Linked DNA regions of Mus musculus: region 2 is linked to region 1. A link is a contact called in public HiChIP or PLAC-seq data. All regions are on one chromosome and are shown on one strand. Each heading gives the region's core, a stretch centred on a gene start, on an enhancer-like site or on the middle of the called end of the contact. The rest is flanking DNA. Distances are from core to core; before and after follow the strand shown.

Evidence for each region. HiChIP or PLAC-seq counts read pairs in DNA pulled down with a chosen protein or histone mark.
Region 2: an H3K27ac HiChIP or PLAC-seq map of extraembryonic endoderm stem cells shows a contact between it and region 1. The contact joins two enhancer-like sites. A contact is called at or near these places in 4 of 115 datasets of contacts at active chromatin or transcription factors (embryonic stem cells, extraembryonic endoderm stem cells, microglia and 1 more).

Annotation. Positions count from the first base shown.
Region 1 is chr1:153,976,870-153,984,659 of GRCm38.p6, reverse strand. No RefSeq gene overlaps it. Among named protein-coding and RNA genes, the nearest start is that of Gm30327, 10 kb to the left of the region's middle. Within about 2 kb of position 3,454, at least 44 of the 459 cell types and tissues checked have an H3K27ac peak or open chromatin away from gene starts, as enhancers often do. A contact at or near this core is called in extraembryonic endoderm stem cells and microglia, where this site is marked.
Region 2 is chr1:154,085,094-154,092,883 of GRCm38.p6, reverse strand. The region is part of intron 1 of Gm46165 (a long non-coding RNA gene); the gene reads right to left. The region is part of intron 2 of LOC108167736 (a long non-coding RNA gene); the gene reads left to right. Among named protein-coding and RNA genes, the nearest start is that of Gm46165, 25 kb to the right of the region's middle. Within about 2 kb of position 2,728, at least 20 of the 459 cell types and tissues checked have an H3K27ac peak or open chromatin away from gene starts, as enhancers often do. A contact at or near this core is called in extraembryonic endoderm stem cells and microglia, where this site is marked.

The sequences.
Region 1 (7,790 bases), core at 2,205-4,704:
AGGAATGACAGCTAGGATCTAGCCCTACTGACACACCAAATCTACACATACAGTCTCTCTCTCTCTCTCTCCTCTTCTTCTTCTTCTTCTTCTTCTTCTTCTTCTTCTTCTTCTTCTTCTTCTTCTTCTTCTTCTTCTTCTTCTTCTTCTTCTTCTTCTTTTTTCTTTTTCAAGACAGGGTTTCTCTGTGAAGCCCTGGCTGTCCAGGAACTCACTCTGTAGACCAGGCTGGCCTTGAACTCATAAATCTGCCTGCCTCTGCCTCCCAAGTGCTGGAATTAAAGGTGTGTGGCACCACGCCCAGCACAGTCTTTATCTCAACAGTGCTAAAGGCTAAGATCAACTGGACATCCTATGAAGTTTTTTAGAAGCCATCACAGTAGCAAATGCTCTGCCACATCCTGCCCTATAAGTGGAGCCGGGACTCTAGTTTTATGCTCCAAGTTCTTTCAAAGACCTATAGTATAGTAGACAAAGCAGTTTGTGAATGGATGCTCCCTGTGTTTTCGTGTTCCCTTTTAGCCCTTAATCTTGCTGATCTTGCTCTTTTTTTGTTTTGGTTTGGTTTTTTGGTTTTTTGGTTTTTATTTTTTGTTTTTCCCCTCCTTTCCTCCTTTCTCCAGGCCAATTCAGGACCTATTGAGATTCCTAAGGCTAAAAGTAACTAAGGCCCAAATTACAAAAGGGAAAAGGTGCCTTTATCACCACCAGACTCTGAGGAGGAAATAAGAGAGGACTAGGACCAGTCAGATCCAAAGAAGTCAGGAGCTGGGATCCAGAGGTGCTGGGATCCAGAGGTGCTGGGATCCAGAGGTGCTGGGATCCAGAGGTGCTGGGATCCAGAGGTGCTGGGATGTTTCTCACCTTCTCTTTCATTCCTGACCTCGTCCCTTCAGTCCTAAAGATGGCACTGTCTGTCCCTGTTATGAGCAGGTCTCTAGCAGCCTTCTTGATTTTTGTGATTTCCCCCCAAGAACAGTGTTCAGGCAGGACACAGAAATTGGTCAGACATCCAAGAATTTAAGTCCAGCAAGTAGGGAAGCAAGGACACACCCTTTAGAAATACGGCAGACCAAACCAAGGCATGGGATCTTATACTCTTGTTGTTCCCTCCCCTGTGCCAGCTCCAGGGTGGGCCTTCCCATTAAAGGACCAGGCTTTTCTCACAAGCTCATTGAACTTAGTTTTTAATCTAAGTAGATGTATAAGATGCAAAAAGCAAACATAAGGGTTTAAGTACCCCTAAAGCTGAATAGTACACTAGGGAAAATCAGGTAATAGCGCTCTGGGCATGCTCCCTTGCTGCGGAAGTCTTGAAGTTGGCTTAATCTGACCTAGCTAGAGTTGATTACACCATCTATTGTTCTGAAGAGACAAGCTGACTCCTTGACAGGCATCAAATTGGCGGTTCAGGAGATTAAGCCTAAAAATCCAGACTTTAGGCAGCTGGTCAGAAACTCCCTGCCATCAGAAACTGCCCCTATCACCTGGCCTGAAGCAAAAACAATGGGTCAGCAGTTTCCAGCCAACCCCCACTCTGAATAATGGAATGTCCTTAGAGATAGAATAAGACAAAGCCCACCTACCCCGGGGATTCCTCATCAACAGTTTCCAGCCACTACCCCTTCCTCCCCAGGAACGGTTCTGGAATGCCTAGAGATAGGGTAAGGCAAAGTCCACCTACCCTGGACTTCCCCTAACGTGCTTTGAGTCAGGCCTACGAGCTCACTTGGTTGTCTCTCTATCTTGGTAATGGGAGACCCCAGGATGCTGGAGTTCTACAGAATAAAACACTCTTTGCATTGACATATTTTTTGAGTCCAGGGTATCAGTCTTTGGTGAATCATGGACTTCTTCCCTGCTTGTGGTACTCCCAGTCCTTCCAGAGTGGGCTGATGAACCCCAAATCTAAGACACCTGGCTCTTGAACCCATTCCTGAAGAATAGCTAGTGGCTGTTCTCATCTATACCCTCATTCTCCTGTCTGGTTCTATTCCTAATAACATCTAATATTGCAAGAACTCTGTCCCTGGGAACTGAGAATCACACCGCCACTACAGGAATGGCCTTTGCAGAGCTCAGGGATAAACCATTTGTCTTCTTTAGCATCAACAATACACCCAAGCCAGGTGTCGAGGACTCGCCTTTAATCCCAGCACATGGGAGGCAGGGGTAGGCTGATCTCTGTGAGTTCTGGGCCTGCCTGGTCTATATAGTGAGTTCCTGGCCAGTTAGGGCTACATAAAAGAACCTTGTCTCCAAAGCAAACAAAGCATATACCCACTTAGTTTTGAGCCTTGGTCTCAGTTGTCAGGTAACTGGCTGATACTCTTTTCCAATGGAAGCTCCCTGGTCAAAGGTGGGGACAGATCCAGAGAGACAGTGAGCAGATAGATACAAAGCATCCTTCTATGTCCACCTCTCATCCCGGGTATCCTGCCCCACACTGCCTACAGATCTCACCGGGGAGTCTGCTCCTTCTGCCTGCCTGATGTGTGGAGGTTGGATGAAGAGGTACCGGTTCTCGATGCTAATTCATAATTAACTCTAGCTAAGAATGTTGCCTGAGTCTCAGAAAGCAAGTGTCTGTTCTTGAAATGTTGACCGCTGCCTTAGGAGTCCATTCTCATGACAAGTACCCAGAAGGGAATGCCAGTGCATTGGACATCAAATAAGAGATAGAGGCAAGACCAGTCATTGAAGAAAGAGCACAGGAAATTTCACCAAGGTGCCAGAGAGGTTGTCTCTAAGCTGCAGATTCGGGGCCCCTTTTCCTTGTGTCTGTGCTGTCCCATGGTTTACTATGAGCAAGAGTGGATCTTAGCATGGGTGGAAGGAATCACCTGTCAAGTCCGTTTTCCAAATGCAGAATAAGTTTCCTCATGACGCCATCACATCAGGAAATCTCAGCGAAAGCTGAGAGACAAACACAATGACTCATATCTGTAATGCCAGCATTTGAAAGGCTGAGGCAGGATCGCCACAAATTTTAGGCGAGCTTGGGCTACGCAGTGAGTTCCAGGCCAGCTTGAACTATGTAGTAAGACCCTGTTTCAAAATAAAACCTAATGAAATACAAGAAAACCCAAGAAGAAGGAGGAGGAGGAGGAGGGAGGGGATCGGGAAGGGAGAGAAACTGGACAGTTGGTACAAAGGCCTTCAGCTACTGCTAGCCTGAGACACAGGCTCCAGTGAAGACCTTAACTTTAACCGAGGACAGAGGGTGAGTTGAAAGCCACATGAGAGATTGTTCACTCAGGTCTGCAGAAAGCAAACTCAGAGACAGACCCAGGCACCCAAGGACCCCACAAGCACAGGTTACCCCTCAGAACATGCTCCAGAGATGTTCAGGGAATCAGAGGGAGGCCAAGTAAAGAAGCCAAAAGGGAGCTGTCTGCTATAGCACGGAAACTGCTCCAAGTCGGGAGCTGGCAGGTTTCCAAGGCAGGTCAGCCCCCCAGCTCAACTCAGGGACTCCTACGCCTCCTATTCTTTGCCTGACTGTTTCTGTCTTTCTGTTTTATCTCCTGCCTCAGCCTCCAGCCCCCACCCCACACTCATTGTGTCATCCTCAACTGAGCTTGTTTCCCCAGGGCCTGCAGCTGTGGCCGGCTGGCCCAGTGACAGTCACACCCCAGCTTTGGAAAGGGAACTAACTTATGAGGTCTCAGAGGAAGCTAGGGTAGGACATGGTGGGGACAGGACAGACACCAGAGCTTGTGCTAGACTCCTGGCATGGCAGAGAGTGACTGAGCATGCCCATCCTCACGCCGCCCACACCCCATATTGCCTGTTGTCTCTTGAGGAATTCTAAAGTAGGGGCGAGAAGGTAAGGTTTCTGAGGAGAGAAGCTGTCAGAATACAGGAGAGAGAAGGGCAGGTGTAGAAACGTGGCAACAGACCAAGCTTAGCACTTGAGAGACAGAGGCAGCGAGATCGTATGGCTAATCTCATGGGGTGAACTGCCCACTTTTCCCACTATCATCCTGTAGAGTCCTCAGGAAATGATAATTAAGGAATAGTGACAGGTTAAACTGTACATGTAAAGTTGTGTGTGTGTGTGTATGTTTGCACTCATACATGTGTTTTATTTTGAAACAGGGTCTTCCAGCGGTGCAGTGGTGGCATATACCTTATCCCAGGGCTCCGGAAGCAGATCTCTGAATTTGAGGCTAGACTGGTCTACAGAGCAGTTCCAGGATAGCCAGAAGGGCTGTCTCAACAACAACAAAACCAAACCAAACCAAACCAAACCAAAAGAATTGAGAGAGAGGGGGGAAGGAGAGAGAGAGAGAGAGAGAGAGAGAGAGAGAGAGAGAGAGAGAGAGATTGATTCTTTATGTGCCCCAGACTCCAGACTGGCCTGGCCTTGAATTAACTCTTCCTAGGCTACACAGTGAATTGAAGGCTTGCCCAACGATCCTAGTGAGAGCCTTTCTTAAAATCAAAACAGAACAGAAGATCTGGGGCTGTAACGCATTGCTAGAGTGCTTGCCTAGCATGTGCAAGACCCCATACTTAGGATCCAGAAACAAAATGCCTAGCTAATTAAAGTTAAAGATTCAGGAGGGTTCATCAAGTCTTGGAGGATTCAGAGCTGTTATGATTCCCTGCTGGATATGACACCATCTGCTCTTTGGTCCTTGTTGTCCCCAAGTTTTCTAATAAAGATTTGACCCATATATAATAAAAAAAAAAAGTACCTTGGCAAAATGTAACCTGTCACGCACCCATTCCATGGCAACGACACGTTTGCTCTGGCACTGTGATGTGACAAGAACACGAACTTGAGAACCAGGCACTCGGCAAAAGTCTGGCATGAGTTTTAGCTGGGCAAACCTCTGTAACGCAGGCTGTCCCAGCTCCACCATGCACAGTTGTGAGAAACAGCGAGAGGGTCTACGTTCCCTACTGACATGCGCTTGGCACTCAGTAGGTGTGCTGGTCAGAACTGTCAGCTTGACACAAACCTAGACATATCTGGGGAGAGTTAATCTTAGCTGAGAAAGTGCCTCCAGAAGATTGGCCTCTAAGCAGCAAATCTATAGGGCATTTTCTTAGTGGTTGGTGTAGGAGGGCCCAGCCTGTTGTGGATGGTGCCACCCTTAGACAGGTGGTTCTGGGGTGTTTAAGAAAGCAGGCTGAGCAAGCCAGAGGGACCAAGCGAATAAGCAGCACTCCTCCATGACCTCTACATCAGTTCCTGCCTCCAGTTTCTTACCTCGCTTGAGTTCCTCCCGTGACTTCCCGGGATGATGGACTATAAGCTGTAGGATAAAATTAACCATTTCCTCCCCCATATTGCTTCTACTCTCGATGTTCTATCACGACAGTAGAAGCCCTGACTGAGACGGTAGGCGAAGGCTGCTGCTATCCTATCAGAAGTCAGCACTCTCTACAGTACTTCCATCCAAAAATGGCTATTGTGAATGGTGGGTTGACTAGGCCTATACCACCCTGAATGGGCCCAGAACTGTCTAGTCTCAGAAGCATTGGTGAAGTGATAAACCATGCCTCTGAGAACAGGGTCAGAACTATGGTATGGACTGTGGGTCAAATTCTACCAGCTACCCACTTAGCACTGACTGAGAGGGATTCTCAGTTTTAAGCCCTTTAGGTAGGAAGGAGGTGTCTGTCACGAAGAAAATCGAAGCCAGAGGATTAGAAGTTCAGGGTCATTCTCAGGTATGGGTTGCCTGGGCTAGCCTGAGCTAATGAGATTCTGTTTCAACTAAACAACAATAAGAACAAAACCCACATGAAACACCTATCTTTAATATTTCAGGGTCCACAGATGGTTTCTCAGGAAGACAGCCACACTCACTCATTTACATGTCTTCTATGGTGGCTGTGGCATTTCAATGGCAGACCTAAGTAGGTGCCACAGAGCCCCCGAGGTTGACAAAGCTTAGTATCCTTCTTGTCCCTACAGAAAAAGATTGGTCAGTCCTCCGTTAGGATCAATAGACCAATGCCAGCCCAGGCTGAGACAATTTTTTTTTCCCCTCAGTCACCAGAAAGTCCTCACCAGCACACACATACTCTCTCCTTGGCTCATTCATCAGGATGTTGTTAACACCAGCTGGCCTCCACTGTGGAAAGCGTAAGACAGGATTAGGCTGTAAAATATGACTGTTATTTTCTGAGCAAGCATGGGGGGTGCGATTCCAGTCACCCCTACTGAAAACCACTCAATGTGCTCTTTGTCCTCCAGGCCCTTGATCTCTCATTCTTATTACAATTTCTCAGGGCCTGCTGTGTCCTATTTGAACTGGCTCAGCCAGGGGTAAAAGAAAAAAAGAAGAAAAAAGAAGTTGGGCTTTGTCCACACCTTCAATCAGACTGGAGAGAGGTCAAAAAGAAGAAAATGAGGAAGAAGAAGAATTAAAATAAAACTTAGTGTTGCCTGTGTAGCAGGCACTTTGATGAAATATGGTAATTTGTCCTCATTAGGGTTACTGTTGCTAAGATGAAACACCAGGACCAAAGACAAGCCCAGGAGGAAACAGTTTATTTGACTAACACTTCTATACCACTGTTCAACATCGATAGAAAGTCAAGGCAGGAACTCAAACAGGGGAGGGACCTGGAGGCAGGACCTGATTGATGCGGGAGTCATGGAAGGGTGCTGCTTATGGGCTTTTCCCCCATGGTTTGCTCAGCCTACTTTCTTATAGAACCCAGCACCACCAGCCCAAGGGTGGTTCCCACCCACAATAGGCTGGGCCCTCCCCCACCAATCACTAATTAAGAAAATGCCCTACAGGCTTGTCTACAGCCAGATCTAGGGAGGCATTTTCTCAGTTGAGGCTCCTTCTCTGATGACCCCAGCTGGTGTCAGGTTGTTATAAAACCATCCAGTACAGTAATGAATAAGAAAAAGTCCTCAAGAGAGCAGGAGACAAGGAAGGAAAAGACTTCATAAAACAATGTAATGAATGCTATAATAGAAGTATGCACAGCATGAGGGGAGGAAAAGGTAATTCATGTGTTATGGTCCTGAAGAGGAACATTAGAAGAACTCATGGGAAGGTCACCAGACAATCAATTCTTCTTCTTCTCCTCCTCCTCCTTGCCTGACCTTCTCCTCCTCCTCCTTTTAAATGTATGTCTATGAGTGTTTTGCCTGTATGTATGTCTGTATACCAAAATAAAACACATGAACGACTCCAATAAGAAAGCCTTTGCCCAAGAGGCCCTGAATGATGGAGAAGCTGCCAAGGTGAGAGGAGAGGGCAAAGACCTCATGATCCAACAAGCCAGGTCACATGTGGACATTTGAGCAGGAGGGCTGGGCAGGAGCAGGACTCCGGGAAATAAACTGGGATTATACTGTAAAGGACTCATGGCACCTCTGTTAGCCAAGGAGCAAAGCTCTACCCTCAAAGATGTGAAGAGAACAGAGAGAGAATCAAGCATGTGCTTTCAAGGTTACCCTTGGTTACAACACAGAGGGATTCACTGGCTTAGAGAAAGCTTGAATTTAAATAAACAAATGAGGGCTGGAGATATTGCTTCATAAAGGTACTTTCTGTTCTTCCAGAGAGCCCAAGTGCAGTTCTTAGCACCCACATTAGGCAGCTCATAACCACCTGTATCTCCAGTGCCTCTTGACTTCATGGGCACCTTCACACACATGGCATTCACTCATACAAACATATACATGTGAATAAAATAAAAGTAAAGTTTAAAAGTAAATAAACAGGTCATGAGTGACAGAGAAAGTTGGCAAGAAGAAAGATCATGGTACAGCGTTAACAAGACTTTATAACATACTAAGCTTAGATGAA
Region 2 (7,790 bases), core at 1,479-3,978, 110 kb before region 1:
AAGGAGCTAAAGGGAACTGCAACCCTATAGGTAGAACAACATTATGAACTAACCAGTACCCCGGAGCTCTTGACTCTAGCTGCATATGTATCAAAAGATGGCCTAGTCGGCCATCACTGGAAAGAGAGGCCCATTGGACTTGCAAACTTTATATGCCCCAGTACAGGGGAACACCAGGACCAAAAAGTGGGAGTGGGTGGGTAGGGGAGTGGGTGGAAGGGTATGGGGGACTTTTGGGATAGCATTGGAAATGTAAATGAGGAAAATACCTAATAAAAAGTATGTTAAAAAAAGAGAATCAGTCAGCATATTTACCTAAGGCACCCTCAACCCTTTAAGGCAACGTTTCTCACATTCCACTCCTTATCTCTTACAGATGAATCAAATGACAGGAAGGGTCATTCTGGTCACTCATACCGATAAGTGGGTCTCTATCTGAGTTAGGGTTCTACTTCTGTGAACAGACACCATGACAAAGGCAACATTTAACATGTAAGGGAGAACATTTAATTGGGGCTGGTTTACAGGTTCAGAGTTCATTTTCACCAAGGCGGCATCCAGGCAGGCATGGTGCAGGTGGAGCTGAGAGTTCTACATCTTCATCTGAAGGTGCTAGGAGAATACTGGCTCCCAGGCATCTGGATAAGGGTCTTAAAGCCCACACTCACAGTGACACACCTACTCCAACAAGGCCACACCTACTCTAACAGGGCAGTATCTTCTAAAAGTGACACTCCCTGGACTGTGATATACAAACCATCACAGTCTACCTCTCATCTACCTCATGCAGGTACTTGGCTAACAGCAATATATATATTATTATGTGTGTGTGTGTGTGTGTGTGTGTGTGTGTGTGTATTCTAGTTGCTTCTAGAATAAATATAGAAGTAGTCACCACTGGGACTCATGAGGTGTTATATGAGTACCAAACAATGAAGGACACCATTGTCTTTGATTCAGAGGCAGCACTTTAGGCTGGGGCAAGGCTTAAATACCTCTCCCCCCTTTTTCTTTTCAATTCCCTCAACACAACATAGCTGAGGACAGTATTTCTGAGACCAGCTCCTTCAAGTAACTCCATGGACTGGTGACTTTTCTATCGCTCTGATGAGACACCATGACCAAGGCAACTACAGAAGCCAGGATTTATTTGGGGCTTACAGAAGGATAAGAGTCCATCACCATCAGGGTGTGGGGCTGGGGGTGGGGGGAGCATGGTGACAGGCAGTCATGACAGTTGGAGCAGAAGCTGAGAGCTCACCTCTTGAGCTGCAAACAAGAAGTAGTGAGAGTGCACTAGCAAATCATGTGCGTGCCTTTTAAATTCTCAAAGTCTGTCCCAGGGACATATTTCCCAGCAAGTCCACTGCTCCTAAGCCTTCCCAAGCAGGACTACCGACTGAGGACCAAGTATTCAAATACCTGAGACTTGGGGTGGTGGGGTAGCATTTTCTTCACACCACAAAATCCATCTCCTACACCCAGCAAACAGATGACCCTTACCCAGAGGTCATTAGTTTAACTCACTGTGCTTTTTCCATGTGGATAACAAAGGGCCTTAGCTAGCTTGAAAGCATGGCTCTGGCAGGCATTAACCTTCTCCACATTCCATTTACCTTGCCTAACGCCATTAGATTACATTCCTAAAGTGATACACCAAAGTCTATTCCCTTATTTGACTACTTCTTCCTCCTCTGGCTGACTACCAAGGTCCACCTGTCAAAGTATTGAAGTCTAGCAACCAAAAGCCCCCTTTGGCTCACCTAACTACAATGCTGAATTAAAATTAAACACCTCATCCTAACAGTTTTCCCTCTTTACTTTATAAACTGCCATTTTTCTATGTGCCAATCTGTCTCCTCTCTATCCAGAGACAGTCCTTTGTCCCACTGAGACAAATACCTCTTCCCACCCTCTCCTTTGTTCCCTTCCTCTTCTCCCGCTTCCTCTATCTCTTGCCTTTGTCTCTTATTTCCTGCCGTTTGTCCCTCTGAGGCAAATACATCTTTGTACTGAGAACTTGGTCTTGGGGATCCTGAGACAGCACCTATCCTTTCAGATAATATTCCACTTCTCTAATCACACTGAGATCAGCCCCCCTGGCCTCCCCTTCTTCCTCACTGCCCCGTGGGATTGTCCTCTAACTACCAGCTCACTGATTAAGTCTCTACTTTGTGAACATTCATTTAGACAGTAGGAGAACCAAACTAAGGACAGAGTCTCCTAATCTCCCGAGTCAAGGTTTAACCGGAAGGGTGAAACAATCTTATCATGTGACCCAATCTCTGTTAAACTTTCTGAGAAATCTCCTGTGATTGGCAACACAAGTTGGCTATGGCAGTCCCAGCTGTCTGGAACCAAAAACTCCCTCTCCAGCAGCCTTAAATAACATGGATGTGTTATCTTACATAGCCTGAAGCCTAGGGACAGCTTAGGTTCCAGGAAAGATATGGTTCAGTGAAAGTCAGTTGTGTTCCCAAGGACACAGGTCTGTCTCTCTACCTTCATCTGCCGTCCTGAGTTCCTGCTTCATGGGATGGCTCTTTCTCTTCAATTGATTCATACCAGACATGTCAGGCAACATATTTTTTCATTTCCCTAGCAGGAAATAGCAAATGAAAATGGCCATTTCCAAAGCTCTCTTCTTTTTGCCTTAACCTGATTAGGTCAGTATACACCAAGTGTTCGTGGATGACTCAGTAAGAGTTGCCAGAAGATTTCCACGAACTGACTAGTAGCAGTACTGTTGATACTTGGAGTTGGATAATTGTTTGCAGTGGCAGTTCTATGAGCCGTAGGGTATTTGGCACCATCCTCATGCCTTACAGTACAGTCCCCTCACCAGTCTTGAGAAGTGAAACTGGCTCCAGTGGTTGCCAAAAGTTAAAAGGGGGCAGGGAGAGCAAAATCATCCCAGTGAGATAGACTAAGCAGGTTCCTTAACTGTCTCTTATGTCTCTTATTTTTTTATATATGATAAATACATAGACAGATAGATACATAGACAGACAGACAGACAGACAGATAGACAGGTGCCTAAAATGAGAACCTTAACAGGACCAGAAGCAGAATTAGAAGTTACCTTGTACAGACATGCAGGATATAGATAGTAGGTTATAAATGTCAACTGTCACTTTCATCTACTAATTAATGTCTGGAATATAGGCTTTACTAAATGAAGTTTTTCAAAATAAATTCAGTAGAAAATTATTTGGAGCTATGCAACAAGTGAACCAACAAAATAATATTCTATAATACCATTCCTGCTGCTTGTCCAAAGTGAATATCATTATGAAGGTGGGGAGAATTTCATTTCTTCTCTTGAGAAGCTATTTGGTGTCTGTACTGGCTAGTTTTGTGTCAACTTGACACAGCTGGAGTTATCATGAAGAAAGGAGCTTCAGTTGATGAAATGCCTCCATGAGATCCAACTGTAAGGCATTTTCTCAATTAGTGATCAAGGGGGAAAGGCCCCTTGTGGGTGGGACCATCTCTGGGCTGGTAGTCTTGGTTCTATAAGAGAGCAGGCTGAGCAAGCCAGGGGAAGCAAGCCAGTAAAGAACATCCCTCCATGGCCTCTGCATAGGCTCCTGCTTTCTGACCTGCTTGAGTTCCAGTCCTGCATCCTTTGGTGACCAACAGCAGTATGGAAGTGTAAGCTGAATAAACCCTTTCCTCCCCAACTTGCTTCTTGGTCATGATGTTTGTGCAGGAATAGAAACTCTGACTAAGTCAGTGTCCTCACTGGAATGTAAGTCAGATAGATAGAGATAGATGGATAGATAGATAGATAGATAGATAGATAGATAGATAGATAGATAGATACCTAAGTGTCCATTTAGAATCTCTATGGCCACTACAGAATGAAAAGGGTGAGCTGCTGGGAACTGAGGATCTGGGTAAAGTCCGCTGTGTACCATGCCTTGTACCAAAGTGATATGTCTTAGCTAAGTGCCATGGAGCTGGAAATGCAGCCTAAAAGGACACCAGATCAGCTCATCCATCAGCCAAATTCAGGACCTAAAAATATCACAGATGAAGAAGTGGAGTGATCATTGCAAAGCTTTTCAGGCGAGGCAAGAGATGGCACACATGCTGCTTCACGACTCACTTCATCTCTCAGTGATCGTGCAAAGCAGGAGCAGACAGGCCAGACATGATGGTAGAAAAATACCACAAGAATGCTACTGAGCTCTCTAAACATGGTGGCTGGAACATGCAAGCACTATTCTAAACCCCACTCACAGGTCTGGAAGAAGGTTTTGTTGTTATTTGTGAAAAGGTCTCACTCCTGGTCAAGGATAGCATAGTGCTCATTATATAAACCAGGCTGGTCTCAAACTTTCGGTAATCTTCCTGATTGAGCACTGAGTTCTAGGACTATAGTCATGAGCCCCCATACCTGGCTTTAGGTTTTTAAAAATAAATCCCTTACACCCAAAATCTTAAGAACAAAATAAAAATGAGTCTGGAAGAGTCACTAGGTAAGAAGTATTAGGATCAGAAGAAAATGATGAGCTGAAGAGTGTGTGTGTGTATGTGTGCGCACACGAATGCACATGTGTATGCATGTTTGTATAGGGTCACCTCAGAGGCTTACTGCAGAAAAAAGCAAAATAAAACAAAAACCCCAAAGCCTCATCCTTCCAGTTCTTTCTAAACTCTGGCTGGCTGGTTCAACTCAGCTGTTCTTGCTCAAACTCCTCTCCAAGCTGACTGATTCAAACTGGTTCTCTCGGATTCTCACTCAATTGCTCTCCTTGGAAAACTGCCTTTGAAATCCACAAACTGGACTGCACTGAGCTGAACTCAACTGAACTCCACTGCACTGCCTGAACTCAGCTAAACTACACTCACTGAACTGCAATCCCTCTCTCTCTCTCTCCTTCTCTTCTCTTCTCTTCTCTCTCTTTCTCTCTCTCTCTCTCTCTCTCTCTCTCTCTCTCTCTCTCTCTCTCTCTCTCTCTCTCTCTCTCTCTCTCTCTCTCCTCTCCCTTTGTGCTGCTCTCTTAAATAGCCTCTCTTTTCTAACTTCTCCTGAGAGCTGGGCATATCCTATCTCTGACTCATTCTGTCCAATGTTTCTGATTTGTCACTTTGTCTGCCCCTCAACTAGACACCATTTTCAAACATGGCTACTTCCTTCTACAAACTGATTTTACCTTCATTGCTAGGGAGTACAGGTGTATACTAAGGACATGCCTGCATTCCAGCTAGAGCATTAAAGCTGTGTCGTTCCTAGACCACACAGACCTAGGAGGTCTTTGGATGGGATCCCTTGCCAGAGCAGACATGTTGCTGGATTAAAATTTCTCTATACCTTGGCACCGGGGAAATTCTGGTTCCTTTTCCTCCTCCTACAAAGATGCTGGTTTTGTGAGATGGCAATCCCCCTCTCATGACCCTAAGTACCACTTCACAGGCACTGTCTCCAAACACAGTCAGATTGGAGGCCTAGGCTTCTGCCAGTATATACAAATTTTGAAGTATATGATTCTACCACTCTATCATTGAAATCAACAGAGGATATAAAATGCTAAAATGAAAAAAAAACAATGCATTGTTTAGAAGGCAGGTGACAAATTTATGAAGAAATAGGAACAAACTGATAGGAAATTGTATTTTATTTTACCTTTATAGTCCCAATGGCCTTTAAAACACATGAAATATATTGCTTTGGCTAAAATACAGATTTTGTTGACTTTAGAATAAGCAATCCCTAGTAACTGTTATCTACCTATACAACTCAATTCCTCCATAAAGTTCTGATTGATTAGCCATGGCTAGAAAGAAGGTGAATAAATAGAGTGTCTTATTATTTATTGTCAAACCGAGAACACTTCTGAGAAGAAACAGAGGTTTGACATGAGCTATGACATGAGCTAAAAGGTACCAAAGGGTCAGCTCCAGATACACAGAGGTTTTCATCCAGCCACCTGAGGGGATGAGCAAGATTTGGCCCCATAGAATAAACTATGATGACGGATTACCTCTGTGATCAGGATGCAAAGACTAGCCTTTCTTCCAGTCTGTGAAATGGCTAATACACAGATAATCTCAAGCAATATCCATGAGAGACCAGAACAACAGAGGCAGGTATCCTTGACAACTCCACCAGACAGTCCCAGCAGATTTCTGAGTCCCTCCAGTCTTCCTGTCATCCTTTAAACATGTTTACTGAAAAACTTACCACATCCCTCTGACGCTGAGATTTGAAAGCAAACAAGTCAGGCAAAAGAAATGATGTATGACAAACCAATTCTCAAGTGTATGACAAACCAATTCTCGTCCCTGAAGTCATAACAAATGAGCAGAATTTCAGCTAAGTGTAAGGCAAGTTACCAAACAAGAACTGAATCCACAAAGCCTGTTAAAAATGTTTGCCCTTATTAACAGCTAAAGGCTTTCTTCCAGTGCAGATCCTGAGATCTCTCCCCAGAGCTCTGATGGATGTAATTTAATTCACTTCAGCAAGCAGTTCTGAACCACTGATCATTTACCAGGCCTCAACTGGGTACTAGGGATATTAAGATAAAAAAAAAAAAAAGACAACACAGGCCTCTGACATACAAACAGGCTGGAAAGTTCTGTGACTCACAAGGTCACAGAATTGGTAATCTTACAGAAAGGGCAGTAAATGAAAAGAAATTCAGTCACCCAGTTCCTGATCCCAACATCCTTTTGCTGTAGAGAAGGGTGCTGTCTCCCAGTGGTCACCCAGCCAATGAGGGGCTTAGCCTGATGGTTCCCACAGTGATAGTAACCCTAGCTAAGACAGTAACATGCTGCTGTGAGGCCTAACAGCCTGAGCTGGGGCCTCTGCAGTTGGGGCTCTTGTGTTTGCTCTGGGACTCCCCACCACTCATCTCCGTTTGTCACCTCCCCTCTTCCCATGTCATGCAGTAACCCCCTTCATCCCACTGTGTATGACCTGCCTGAGTATGACCCTAGTAACTCTCAACAGCAGAGTGAATTTAGAGAAATATGGGCAATGCGGCCTTAGGACTCAGCTGAATCACACACAAGTGGGATAGCCACGTGTTCGAAAGCAAAGGAACTGGAGAGACCATATTTCCTCAATGATGTTTAAGCTTGGTTGCCAACTTGACTACATCTCGAATAAACCAAAACCCAGGCATCTGACCAAGTCTGTGAGGGATTATTCTGATTGGATCATTTGTGAGAGAAGACCCATCTGAAACCTGGGCCACACCTTCTGGTGGCAGACTCCATAAAAGGACACGGAAAGAAGAAAGCTTTTGCTTTTCTTGCCTGTTTACCCTCACTCTTCTTGACAAGTTCTCTATCCTGCTGCTGAGGAATTCCTTTGCTGGCTTTAGAGCCTCCCTCTTCGGGATTCCAATGTATACTGAAGACCAGCTGAGACATCCAGGCTGAACAACTATCAGATTATTGGCTTGGTTGGGAGATAGCCATTGATGGACTAGCTGGACCATATAAGTCACTCTAATAAATCCCCTTTTAATAAATGTAGTTTCATCCTATCAAATCTGTTCTTCTAGAGAACTCTAAAACTGCTCCCAGATGTGCCAGCCATGACCCACTCTCCCCACTTAACCTACAGCAATCAGAGATGTGACATGAAAGCTAAACATCGTTACACAGTCCTCAGGAACCCCAGCACCATAAGGCACTATTTGTGGGGCAAGCAAATGGGAACACAGTTTTGAGGAAGACAGTACCTTTTCCCATTTTCACCCCCATATTCCTTTCCAGAGTAGAACTATGAAAACCAGTGTCCCATTTTATATGTGAAAAACCAAGCACAG